Linked DNA regions of Mus musculus: region 2 is linked to region 1. A link is a contact called in public Hi-C data. All regions are on one chromosome and are shown on one strand. The core of a region is the stretch at or near the end of the contact, and the rest is flanking DNA. Distances in the headings are between cores, read along the strand shown. Region 1 has its middle 48 kb from the start of Gm34969. Region 2 has its middle 26 kb from the start of Gm35426.

Region 1 (6,608 bases), core at 2,870-5,369:
ATTACAGCTGGGTTTTATAACTGTGGATCTATTTAGTGAGGTGGAAAGACACTTCCAACTCCATTAGAGTGGAAATGTGACCTTTCATCAGATGGTCTCTACTTTCCCCTGACAATTTGACATCCCACTTGTTTCTCAGAGATGGTTCTGAGCCCCTCCACCTTATGGCTGTTCTTCGAGTCTGTTTTCTAGTGATTCACGAAAGTCTGGCCTGTCCAACACAGACTGCTCAGGCTCTACGATGAGATTGCTTCTGCTACGTTTGTTGTATTTTTAGCATTTTGTGATAATTAGATTATTTTTTAGCTACATATATATCTTTGTTTCGTGACTTGAGTAATCAGAATTAGCCTAAAATGAGCCTGCGGTGCAGTCAGTGTTAACCGTTGTCCAGGTTTTCTTTGATCACAAGTAGCTGGAAATTGGCAGTTGGTGTGTTTGTCAGCTAGAACGGTCTTTTCTCAAGCTCTTCCATGTATCTGGGAGTTCCCTGTGCTCTTTTTCTTGTTCTGGCCTGTGTGGCTCTGGTGAGTAAGTGGGACCCATCCGCAGACACGTCTCCACATTTGGATCCCCACCGATTTTGAAATGCGGAATTCATGCTTCATTTTAAATTCAGATGTGGAAACATGTGTCCACCGAGAATTCCCTTGGATTTGTTTATACACAATAAATATTAATTTTGTTAAATGGAATGCATTTGCATATACTTTCTGATATTGCCAACAGCTTGCTTAATGGGAGGGACACACTCCTGTTAGTGACTCCTCTATTTCTCTCATCCGTGCTCTACCTTTGAAGACAGGGTCTCTTGTACACCAGACCTGCCTTGAACTTGTTCTATAGCCAAGAGTGACTGAGCATATCTGATCCTTTCCTCTCTGTCTCCCTAGTGTTGCTATTATAGGCGTGTGTCATCATAAATAGTTTGTGTGGTGCTGGATATTACACTCGGGGCTTTGCATACCCTGTGCAAGTGCTCTGTCACTGAGCCGTCCCAGCCAGATTCTTTTGATATAGTTTGTGTGTAAATCTGTCTCTCTCTCCCTCTTCCTCTCTGTCTTTCTCTCCCTCTACACACACACACACACACACACACACACACACGTGCTCTTTTTGTATCTGTCTGCACTGTTAGTTACACAGAGATAGCTGTTACTAAAGCTGTTTTTTTTTTTTTTTTTTTTGTGTGTGTGTGTGGCTGATTTTTATTATATTGTCTGAGTAGGTGACCAACTCCACAGGACAGTTTGTCAAAGACTCACAAGGGTACAGTGTAAGGCTGAGGCTTGGCTAATTTACTTGGTAAGGCGGAATAAGCCACTTCTAGAGCCAGGACTTTTATTACTTACACAGACAGCGAAAAGAAGGGTGGCAGAGAGCACTCAACTCAGCACTGTGGTGACCAGAAAGAGAACAAAGAAACATGGAGGACTGAGAGTCCCCGTGGAGGACCACATTCTAAACTGCAGCTCCGTGGGATTATGGTCTGCATCTCTGCTTTGAGGAGGGCAGATGAAATGCCTTATTTCTTATCAGAACCTGGGAGGCCATGAGATACTGCCTCAAGCTAGTAGCCCCTGTCTGTCTCTGTCTCTGTCTCTGTCTCTGTCTCTGTCTCTGTCTCTGTCTCTGTCTCTGTCTCTGTCTCTCCCTCCCTCCCTCCCTCCCTCCCTCCCTCCCTCCCTCCCTCCCTTCCCCTTCCTCCCTCCTCCCTCTTTCCTTTCATTTTGAGGGCTCTGGTCTGCCTTGCCTGAATTTCTCATGCTGCTGCTGGGCAGATTTTAGACAGATTTAGGCTACTGTAGTGGAGTCTTTCAGAATGCTGTGGGAAAACCACATGGCAGTGTCTTAGCAGCTGAGCTTAGCCTAATGTTTAAGAGCTGAGACTACAGTTGGGATTGCTGCCCTCACCAGCAGGGTGAACGTAAGGAAATTAATTATTCAGCACCTGTAGCTTTCCCTCATCTATAGAATGGCAAGCGAGCATTGTGGGTTTTGTTGTTGTTGTTGTTGTTGTTTTTTTTTTTTTTTTGAGACAGGGTTTCTCTGTGTAGCCTTTGCTGTCCTGGAACTCACTTTGTAGATCAGGCTGGCCCGGAACTCAGAGATCCGCCTGCCTCTGCCTCTGCCTCCCAAGTGCTGGGATCAAAGGCGTGCGCCACCAGCCAGCATTGTGTTTTGAATGTGAAATGTTCCTCCTAGGCTATTGTGTTTGAATCTTTGGTCTCCAGCTGGTGGTGCTGCCCTGGAAGGTTCCGCTGCCCTTCAGAGGGGAAGAGATGTTGGAGGAAGTGAGTCACTGGAAGGCAGGCCTGAGGTTTGATTGCCTGGCCCCATTTCCATTCCTGACTGCTAATACAATGTAGCTAGTTGCCTCATGTTCTTTTTGCTATGCCTTCCTGGCTGTGGTGAACATCTCCCCAAAGCCTGAGCCAAAGCAACCCTTTGTCAGAGCAAAACAATTCCCTGACTGAGGGGTGGGTGCATAGGAAACCTTCGGGAAGGGTAGGGGCAACTTGCTTAGGATGGAGTCTGATACATTTGTGACTGATAAAGTAACTCTAAGCCTTACTGAGAATGCAGTGTAGTGCTGTGTTCTCCGCTGAGCCCTTGACACAGGTGAGAAAGGAAAACACTTTAAACACGGTCCATTTACCCTTGAGCCAACTGAACATGGATACTTGGTCACGAAGTGGAATGCCAAGGAACATTGACAATGGTCTTTGCAAAAGAAAGAGAGCAGTCATTAAGACCCAGCTCCTGGCTGGCCTCTAATTGCAGCACTGAGTTGGTCCACTGACTTGTTGCTAAAGGTTGGAGGGTCACTGGGTACTGGCCATGACCAAGGAGTGTTGTCACAGAGTGTCTTTGTGTAACAGTGCTGGCTACCCACCATGCAACACCTTTCCTTTATTCTCAGGGTCTAGCCCTGGAAGCCTGCACAACTGCCTTGGTCCTTCTGACCCCAACAACTGGTCATTTCATGCCCCATGGGATGCTAGCTGAAGACATTAAACACAGGTGTGTGGGGACAGAGGGCTAGAGTGTAACCCTTTCCCAATTAGCAGCCTGTTGGTTTTTTGAAACTCAATAGCATAGAGTGAACCAGACGCCCCTGTCTGGAGCTTTGTATTCAGCTCAGGATCCAACTCTCAGTGGAAAATTAAAAACAAAGTCATTATTATATATTAGATTTATTAAAAATGCAACTATTACCAAGAGCCCGTGGGCATGTGTGGAAAATGCTGTAATTAAATTAAATTAAATTAAATCCAGCAGTTAGAAGTAACATTTTCCACTAAGGAGAAGGAGGACAATGGAGGGGGAAAGCAAAGCCCATCAGAGAATTCTAAACCAGAGAAGTGTGAGGAGTGGCCAGGATTCTTCTAGGAGGAAGATGTTATAACCGTTATTGTTATTATTGTTGCTGCCCTGAGATAATGGAAAAGTAATATATAAATTTTGAGGAAAGTTGGAACTTGCCAGGCATTGGGAAATAATATTTACTTGGAAGAAGGTGAATCACATTAAAACCAGGGATGAGAGAGAGAGAGAGAGAGCATTCATTAGGGAAGAGAGAGAAGTTGGCAATCATGTTGGGGGGGTGGGCAAAGCATTTCTAGGTTGCCAAAGATGGGGAAAGTCCAGCTGTCTGCTGGGAGACTCAACCCTCCCTTGTGCATTACTGTTAGGAGGATTGAGGCCATGGGAATCCAGTGGGTCCAGGGTAAGGCCAGAGATCAGTCCTGTCCTTAAGAAAGGCAGTGTTGGTTGCTTTCATGCACATGCCATGTGATCATAGAGAAAAGCAGACATGCAGTTGGTAGGATGGCCCCTGTGGCTGCAAAACAGTCGGGTGGCTCCCCCAAGGCCTGTGAGCATGTCCCCGAATCCCTCAGGAGGCAGAAGGCTCCTCCAGTTAGCTGGGTTTGCTGGACTGGAATCCGTGTTGCCTGAATTGTTGGCTGCTTCTATGACATCAGTATTGGCTGCAGCCATGCTGCTGTTTCAGAAATCCAGACAGTTCTGGGGTATTTTTAACAGATGAAATGGCCCAGGCTGTTAAGGGTGAGGTCAGAGCACAGCCAGTACTTCGGGGGATGATAGTTCTCTGAAATATGTGGTCCGTGGAATCCCCTGGCGATGGCAACTGAAGTCATCATTCTCCTGAGGCTGATGCTTGTGGATACTGATGCCCAGAAACATCCAGTTAGAGTCTCTGTGTGTAGAGGCCAGAGGTTAACACCAGGTCTCCAGTTGCTCTCCTTAAGTTTTGAAGCAGGGTCTCTCACTAAACCGAAAGCTCACTGTTGTAGCTAGACTGGTTGATCAGTGGACTCCAGGGGACTTCCCCTCCTAGCCTTTCCCACTGCTGGCATTACAGATGTGCCTTGCTGCACCCGGCTTTCTGTGTGGGTTCTGGGGATTGAGAATAGGCTCTCGTGCTTGTGTGGCAAATGCTTTGCCATCCCCTGAGCATCTCCTTGGTCCTTGGTTCAGAATCCTTTTTTTTTTTTTTTAAAGTCCATATCAGGAATGTTGTTATTCAGAATTCTAGTAAGGAGGCATGTCTGCTGCCAAGTGGCTCGGTTGGGTTTGGTTGAACGTACTGACCAATAATACCAGTCATATTTGGTTAATTCCTAGTTGGCCAAAGTAGTCAAAATGATTGAAACTTTCAAGTGGAAGGCAACACTGGGCTATCACAGAGCAACTGGGGCATTTTGATTGAAAATTCAGAGCCCCAGGACACAGAGAGGCACTCCTCAGGGGATAGAGAGGCATCTCCTGGGGTGGCACTCTTGGGTATGTTGAGGAGTTTCCTCTGCTCAGGAGGGGAGAATGTGGGGGCTTGGAGTGGTTTATTAAAGTGAACAGCACTAATACACTTCTGAAACTCTGGAGGAAGAGGGGAAGCGAGGACTCTGGCATCCTTGCCAACTGATAGCAAGTGAGGCTGTGCAGTAGAGCCAGTCGGTCTTTAGCTATGAACACAGATTTTGCATTTACACAAAAGGAGTTTGCTATGTAGGGAGGGGTCAGAGGAGTCAAGACATTATTTAATATCATATAATTAAAGAAATCTACTTTCTAGTTTAAACATGCATAGGACTCAGTTTCATAAATGAGAAGTCTTAAGTTTATTTTTGTGCAGGTTTTCAACAAATATTACTGTCAGGGTGAAGCAGCGTTACTTTGATGTACAGTTGGATTTTGGGTGAGATTTTTGGGTTTTCTTAAATCCCTGCAAGGTGTCAGGAGTCAAGTGTTGGAACGGGAGGGGAACCAGATCCTTTCATCCGTATTGATCTGTTTTTGTCAGATCTGCAAAATCACGTGAAAAGCCCACCACACCAAGGCCACACAGAGTGAAGATCACATGTTACTACTTGAGAAAAAAAAAGATTCTATAACTGTTAGTTGAAATCAGAGAATTTCAACCTGTTCTTAGAAGTTTCTCTGTGATAAATCTCCTGTTTCTATAAAAAAGAGTAGGAAGGAAAATAATAACAGGGAAGACATAATATCTTCTGTCTTGGGGTTTTACTGCTGTGAACAGGCACCATGACCAAGGCAACTCTTATAAGGACAACATTTAATTGGGGCTGGCTGACAGGTTCAGAGGTTCAGTCCATTATCATCCAGGCAGGCATGGCCCAGGAGGAGCTGAGAGTTCTACATCTTCATCTGAAGGCTGCTAGCAGAATACTGGCATCTAGGCAGCTAGGGTGAGGGTCTTAAAGTCTATGCCCACAGTGACATACCTATTACAAGGCCACATCTCTCAAGAGTGCCACTCCCAGGGGCAAGCATATACAAACCAACACACCTTACTTTAAATATTTTTCCTATTCATATGTTTTGTGTGTGCATGTACATGTGTATCCATGCATGATGCTCGCATGTGTGTCCTCTGTGTGTGTGTCCGTGCAGGCCTTTGTTATCATTCCTTTGGCACCATCTGCTTTTTATTTTTTGGCACAGGGTATCTCATTCACTTGGAGCTTGCCAAGCGGGGCTAGGCTGATTGGCCAGGATGCTTCAGGGCTCTCCACGCTTCCCCCTTCAGTTCTATGATTAGGAACCTGTCTGTGTCTCTGTCTCCATGCCTGTTTTTTTTTTTTTTTTTTTTTTTTTTAATATGACTTTTTGGAACTAAACTGGTGTCTTTGTGATTGCAATGGAAATCCTCTACTGAATGAGTCATCTTCCCAGCCCTCTACCAATGCTTCTAATACCAGTGGGAGCAGTGCTGAAGAGGAAACACAGCTCCATTATGGTGATCCATCCCGTGTGTACAATTTGCTCTAGGATGTCTTCATAAGACAGATAGCCAGAAAAAGAATTAGGGTTCTGATACTTGATATGGCATTGAGAAGAACAGTAGAGAACCCCCTGCAGTATCTGAGGTTGTATCCAGAATGAACAATCTGGTGGCAAAGTTTTCAGACCGTAGGCTCTCTATTTCTACTGTTGTGTGCATGTCTGAGCTGAGTGAAATGAGTTAACACTGGCGGTTGGCCACCGGAAGGCAGCAGCATGGCTGACTAACACTTTCATTGAGCTGCTGACCAGCTAGCTGGATTGGAGCAGTGAGTGGGGTA
Region 2 (6,608 bases), core at 2,796-5,295, 930 kb after region 1:
ACCTGAACCATGATTGCTGAAGTCTCGACTTAAGTGAGAGATTTGATGCAGTGACTCCGCGAGTATTTTAATGTCACCCTTACTGAGTACATACCCACTAACACATCTTCCTGGCGTATCCAGAGCTACACATCAATAGACTGCCTAGAGCCTGCTACCCAACCAGTCCTGCTTTATTTTTCTGTGTCTGAGGGTAACAAGCTGCATCTCTTTAGACCCTGGAGCTCTCTTTGTCATCCAATCGCCTGCTGCACACAGACAGGGAATAACAAAATCAACCCTCCCACCTGCTCTGGATCACGCCACTTTGGCTCGCCCCTGAATGAGTCAGTAGTCTCCTATTCACACCCATCCGTCGTCTGGGGCTTTGTAACGAGTGTGGTTCTGTGGTCCAGCTTGGAGACCACCAGTCCCTGAACCATGAGCTGTCGGGAATTCCCAGACAGTCCTTCTGAGGATGAGTTAGTCCTGTGTACTTACTTGGGGTGTTCGTCTTTATAATTTTGACCAGTAATAGATAGAAAAGAGAAGGAGGGAGGAGAGAGAGAGAGAGAGAGAGAGAGAGAGAGAGAGAGAGAGAGAGATTGTTTCATATTAAGATATATTTTATGCAACGTATTATTCACCAAGTGACTTCAGTGAGGTTAGCCTTTAATAAGTTAATTGTATAAGATACAAAGCAGGGCCTGATGGCACAGGCAAGCCTGTAATCCTAGCTACTTAGGAGGAGGAGGAGACAAGAGGATTACAAGTTCAAAGCTAGCCTAGGCTAGAAATTAAGCTCAATGCCAACAGGGGCAACTCAGTAAGACTCTGTTTCAAAATAGAAAGCAAAGAAAAAGGAAAGAAAAGGAAAGAAAGGAGAGGGGAGGGGAGAAGAGAAGAGAAGAGAAGAGAAGAGAAGAGAAGAAAAGAAAAGAAAAGAAAAGAAAAGAAAAAGAGAGAGGTCAGTATAGCTCAGTGGTCTAGCCTATATGAGGCCCTGGGTTCAAATCTGTAGCCCAGACAGTAAAGGGTTAAAGGAGAATATGACAAAGTTATCTATTCTTTTCAGTTAGTGATCATCACAAGGGGGCAATGACGACAAAACTGTTGTGTGAAATGTCAGTTATGAGCCATTGGGGAAGGAAAGAAAGAGGTTAGAGCTAGCCTAGTGGCTACACTGGCTTAGGGCTGGTCTTGGGACTACAGAGGGACTTGGGCTAACACAGTAAGCAGAAAGATTATCACCAGACTTGGGCTAAAATTCAGCAAATCCCTCTGCCCAGGGTATGAGCTCCAGCTCCTATTGGCTGCAACACAAACCACTGTAAGAAAATTCCTTTTTTGCTTAGGCTCATTGCTCCTAAAGTATGCAAAGCTGTTCATTTACAACCCAAGGACAAGAGAGCCTCTCCCTGGCTCACGTTGATAAAAGTCAAATTCACACACATCCCTGTGAACAGTGTCTAGGCTGGCTGCAGCCCAGCAGTCATAGCTTTTAATGCAACTGGACTTAGCTGGCCTGTGCTGCAATCCCTACCTTAGCACCCCCCACTCCCAGCAGCCTTCAGCCACCCAACCACAGTAAAGTTCACTTGCTCTAGGAAAGAAGAGAGAGATAATGAAAGCAGGGACCTCCTAACGCTTCTGAGAGCAAACACTCTCCAAGCAGCCAGACCACCCTCTCAGCAGGAATGCAATTGAGGCGTCCAGGACAATTGATTGTGGTCATATGGAGTAAACTTGAATATTTCTTCCAACCATGCAAGGTTATGAGCTGGCTTCACTCCAAATGCTTGTTCAACAGGAGGAGAAAGTTGTGACCTTTGAATGAATTCAAAAGAGGACTCAAAATGGTGTCTAAATGGAGGTTAAAAATCTAAAGGACGGAATCTGCATCAAAATTCCATGTTTCAAACCATCACCATCATCACCATCACCACCACCACCACCACCACCACCATCACCATCATCACCATCACCATCACCATCACAACCACCATCATCACCATCACCATCATCACAGGCATCATCACCAAAGAAAAGGATCGAAGACAGTCTTCCTCTCACTAGTGTGGTACTATGGATTTCATTTTTATATAAGCAACCTACCTGATTATGTTTTTCTTAACAATTACTCCTCACAATCATTTAGAAGAAAAAAAAATAATAAACACTGGGCTAACAATGTTGTAACACATGGAAATGTTGGGTCTTGAAAGAGGAAGTCTAGATCAAGAGAACAGGCAGTTAAAAGGTCTCCGTTCTCAGAAGAAAATTAATTCTGATGAGGGTATATACAGGGAGAACTTTTAAAGCTTTTTCCAATGTGCCTGAAATATTATTGTTTGAAGAGAGGAAGCAGTGGAGGGGAGCTACAGATTTTTTTTTATGGAAGTAGAAAAAGGAGAGTCCTTCCGAAAGTCACTGTGTCTGAAGTAGAAGCTACAGTTACTGTGTGTGCAGTTCTTATTCTTGTTTTGTTTTGTTTTGTTTTGTTTTGTTTTGTTTTGTTTTGTTTTGTTTTGTTTTGTTTTCAAGACAGGCTTTCTCTGTTAGCTCTGGCTGTCCTGGAACTCTAAAGACCAAGATGGCCTCGAACTCAGAAATCCACCTGCCTCTTGCCTCTGAAATGCTGGGATTAAAGGCGTGTGCCACCTGGTTCATTGTTTTTTGCTTTTTTCTTTTTCTTTTTTTCTTTTTCTTTTTTTCTTTGTTCCTTCATCTAGCAGGAACTCAAGCTTTCTGTGCCTGGAACAAAATCCCTGAGGTAAGTAACTCAGAAGAAGAAAAGGTATTTTGGACCATTATCTCAAAGGTAAGCCCATGGTCTACTGAGCCACTGACTTGGGGTTTATAAGACAAAGCAGACATTATGGCAGAGCTCTAGGGGGTGGAAGCTAAGATGCTTATGCCATGGTGAGCAGGAAGGAGGGCCAAGTCCCCATGTACCTTTCGAGTGCACATGCCCAACACCCTTCTTCTACAAGGCCATCGAGCTCCTAAAAGTTTCATCTATTCCTGATAGCCCCACAGGGTCACCTGTAGCACACAGCCCTTTAGTAGACACTGTAAAGCCCAACTGCAGTAGGCTGCACAGGAAAAGCACCAGTGAAAATGACATTGTTGACCGAAGCTGAAACCTAGTGGTATATACCACCCTTGGCACACGCAAGCAGATAGTTTGGTTGATTTTTAAAAATGGGAGAAAGTCCCTGGGAGCTCTAGGGGGTCTGGATGGTTCATATGGCTGTTCCTCATATGGGAGTGCAAACCACTTCAACTCCTTCAATTCTTTCTTTAGCTCCTCCATTGGGGACCCTATGCTCAGTCCAATGGATGGCTGAGAGCATCCATCTCTGGCAGAGCCTATCAGGAGATAGCTATATCAGGATCCTGTCAGCAAGCACCCACCAAAGAATACACATAGAGGGACTCATAGCTCCAGCTGCATATGTAGCAAAGGATGGCCTTGTTGGACATCAATGGGAGGAGAGGCCCTTGGTCCTCTGAAGGCTCGATAGATGCCCCAGTGTAGGGAAATGCCAGGACAGACAAGAGGGAGTAGGTGGGTTGGTGAGCAGGAGGAGGAGGGATGGATAGGGGGTTTTCAGAGGGGAAACCGGGAAATGGGATAACATTTGAAATGTAAATAAAGAAAATATCTAATAAAAAATATGTGAAAAATGGGAGAAAGTCGTAAGTATCCTCAGGATGAGTTGATATACACTTAAAACTGGCAAGATGGTTGCTGAAAAGCAACCCGACTTGGAGTTGTTAGAGTCCAGGATGAACTTGGCTTTTGGGAAAGCGGAGCTTTCCAGGCTCAAGTGAGCCCCGTCCATCGGGGCTGGCAGTGGTGAGCACAGGAGAAAGGAGAGACGTGAGCGAGGGTAGAGGAGAACAGGGGTGAGATTTCTCCAGCTGGTGCCAAGACGGGGCTGTTACCAGGTATCTGTCCACAGAAGCCCGGTGCCAAGCAGAGAGAAGGCCTGTCAGAGTCTGGGAACTGAGAAGGAAGGCGGGAGCCTAGAAAGTAGGTCAACACAGTGACTCACTATGGAGGGGCTGAGCAGGAGACCAGCCACAGCATGACCAAAGGTGGAAGACCAGGGAGTCAGAGTGGAAACACGGTGTTGATGGGCTGGCAGGAGAATGTGCTGGAAAATACCCTTCCCTGCCGCAAGCCCTCTGTGCTGCAGTTTCTCTGACAGCCATAGATAGTCCAAGCGGCAGCTAGCCAGGGCAGTTGGATGTTATATGTAAATGTGTCTCTGTGTCTTCTCTCTCTCTCTCTCTCTCCCTCTCTCTCTCTCTCTCTCTCCCTCTCTCTCTCTCTCTCTCCCCATCTCTCTGTCTGTCATGTCTCTGTTTCTGTCTCTCTTACTCTGTCTCTGTCTGCACCTCTCTGTGTGTGTCTCTCTCTCCCTTCTTCTCTTCCTTCCTCTCTTTCTCCCTCCATCACTCTGTCTGTCTGTCTCTCTGTCTGTCTCTGTCTTTCTCTTTCTGTCTCTCTCTCCCCCTTCCTCTCCCTCTCCCTCTCTCCCTCTCCCCAAACCCCACCTCTCTCTCTCTTGCTCTCTTTCTCTCTAGCTTACTGGCTATATGAGTCCCTGTGTGTATGAGTGAGTGTGAGTGTAGGCATGTGTACATATGTGTACATGGGCATGTAAGTTCCAGAAAACAACTTAGACTGTAACTTATCTGCTGCTTTCTACTTGGTGTTCTTAAGACAGGATGTCACACTGGTCTTGACCTCACCCATTAGGCTGGCTGGTCATGGAGCTCTGTCTCCAGCTCTCCAGGACTAGGATTACAATCACAAGTCACAACACCCAGTCTTTTTATATAGGTTCTAGGACATTGAACTCAGTTCTTCTTGCTTGCACAGCAAATACTTTGCTACTGAGCTCTCTCGACAGCCCATGTTGAACGTACTTTATATGAATTCACCAAATGAGATCCATGCCAGATTTACTCGAATTGAACAAAAAGGTACTGAGTTGGTACTCTGTTGGGTGGAGGAGCAACTAAGGCCACAGACAGGAAGAATGTCTGGTTTAGATGTGCCTAGCCATGACACAGCATAGGAGTGAGTCACCAAACATCAAGCTATGGGGAAAACTGCTGTACATAGTTGTATAGGTTGCTTTTTCTCTTCTTTACTTTTTAAAATTTTGTTTAGATATCTTTTTTACTTTCATTGGATATTTTCTTTATCTACATTTCACAAGTTATCCCATTTCCAGGTCTCCTCTCCAGAATCCCCCATCCCATCCCCCTTGCCCTGCCTCTATGAGGGTGCTCCCCCATCTACCCACCCACTCCCACCTTCCCTCCCTTGCATTCCCCTACAGTGGGGCATTGAACACCCTCAGGCCCAAGGACCTCTCCTCTCACTGATGTCCAATAAGGCCATCCTTTGCTACATATGCAGCCAGGACCATGGGTCCCTCCATGTGTACTTTTTGGTTGGTGGTCCAGTCCAGTCCCCAGGAGCTCTGAGGATCTGGCTGGACACTGTTGCTCCCTCCATGGGGCTGCAAAACCCCTCAACTCCTTCAGTTCTTTCTCCAACTCCTCCATCAGGGACCACGTACTCAGTCCAAGGGTTGGCTGCAAGCCTCCCCCTCTGTATTTGTCTGGCTCTGGCAGAGCCTCTCTGGAGACAGCCATATGAAGCTTCCATCACAAGCACTTCCCAGCATCCACAATTGGCAACTGTATATGGCATGGATCCCCAGGTAGGCAGTCTCTGGATGGCTTTTCCTTTATTCTCTGTTCCACACTTTGTCTCCATATTTTCTCCTGTGAGTATTTTGTTCCCCAAAGCTCCCACACTTTGTTCTACCTTCTTCTTGAGCTTCATATCATCTGTGAATTGTATCTTGGGTATGCCAAGCTTTTGAGCTAATATCCACTTATCAGGGAGTGCATACCATGTGTGTTCTTTTGTGACTGGGTTACCTTACTCGGGATGATATTTTCAAGTTCCATCTATTTTCCTGTGAATTTCATAAATTCATTGTTTTTAATAGCTGAGTAGTATTCCATTGTGTAAATGTACCACATTTTCTGTATCCATTTCTCTGTTGAGGGACATCTGGGTTGTTTTCAGCTTCTGGCTATTATAAATAAGGCTGCTATGAACATAGTGGAGCATGTGTTCTTATTACATGTTCTGGGTATATGCCCAGGAGTGGTATAACTAGGTCCTCACTTATATGTCCTATTTTCTGAGGAACCACCAGACTGATTTCCAGAGTGGACATACCAGCTTGCAATCCCACCAGCAATGGAAGAGTGTTCCTCTTTCTCCACATTCTCGCCAGGATCTGCTGTCATCTGAGTTTTTGATCTTAGCCATTCTGACTGGTGTGAGGTGGAATCTCAGGGTCATTTTGATTTGCATTTCCCTGATGACTAAGGGTGTTGAACATTTCTTTAGGTCCTTCTCAGTCATTCAAGTTTTCTCAGTTGAGAATTCTCTGTTTAGTTCTATTTTTAATGGGGCTATTTGGTTCTCTGGAGTTTAACTTCTTGAGTTCTTTGTATATATTGGATATTAGCCCTCTATCAGATGTAGATTTGTAAAGATCTTTTCCCAATCTGTTTGTTGCCATTTT

The links. A called contact is a pair of places that touch in the nucleus more often than the background predicts.
Region 2: a contact with region 1 is called in a Hi-C map of muscle stem cells, with 5 times the contacts expected there. The contact joins two enhancer-like sites. A contact is called at or near these places in 2 of 15 datasets of contacts at CTCF or cohesin (the NIH/3T3 cell line and stem cell-derived epiblast-like cells), 6 of 484 Hi-C or Micro-C datasets (embryonic fibroblasts, embryonic stem cells and muscle stem cells), 2 of 115 datasets of contacts at active chromatin or transcription factors (embryonic fibroblasts and embryonic stem cells) and 1 of 9 other capture datasets (embryonic stem cells).

The regions. Positions count from the first base shown.
Region 1 is chr1:185,531,467-185,538,074 of GRCm38.p6, forward strand. No RefSeq gene overlaps it. Among named protein-coding and RNA genes, the nearest start is that of Gm34969, 48 kb to the left of the region's middle. Within about 2 kb of position 4,120, at least 17 of the 459 cell types and tissues checked have an H3K27ac peak or open chromatin away from gene starts, as enhancers often do. A contact at or near this core is called in muscle stem cells, where this site is marked.
Region 2 is chr1:186,456,951-186,463,558 of GRCm38.p6, forward strand. No RefSeq gene overlaps it. Among named protein-coding and RNA genes, the nearest start is that of Gm35426, 26 kb to the right of the region's middle. Within about 2 kb of position 4,046, at least 48 of the 459 cell types and tissues checked have an H3K27ac peak or open chromatin away from gene starts, as enhancers often do. A contact at or near this core is called in muscle stem cells, where this site is marked.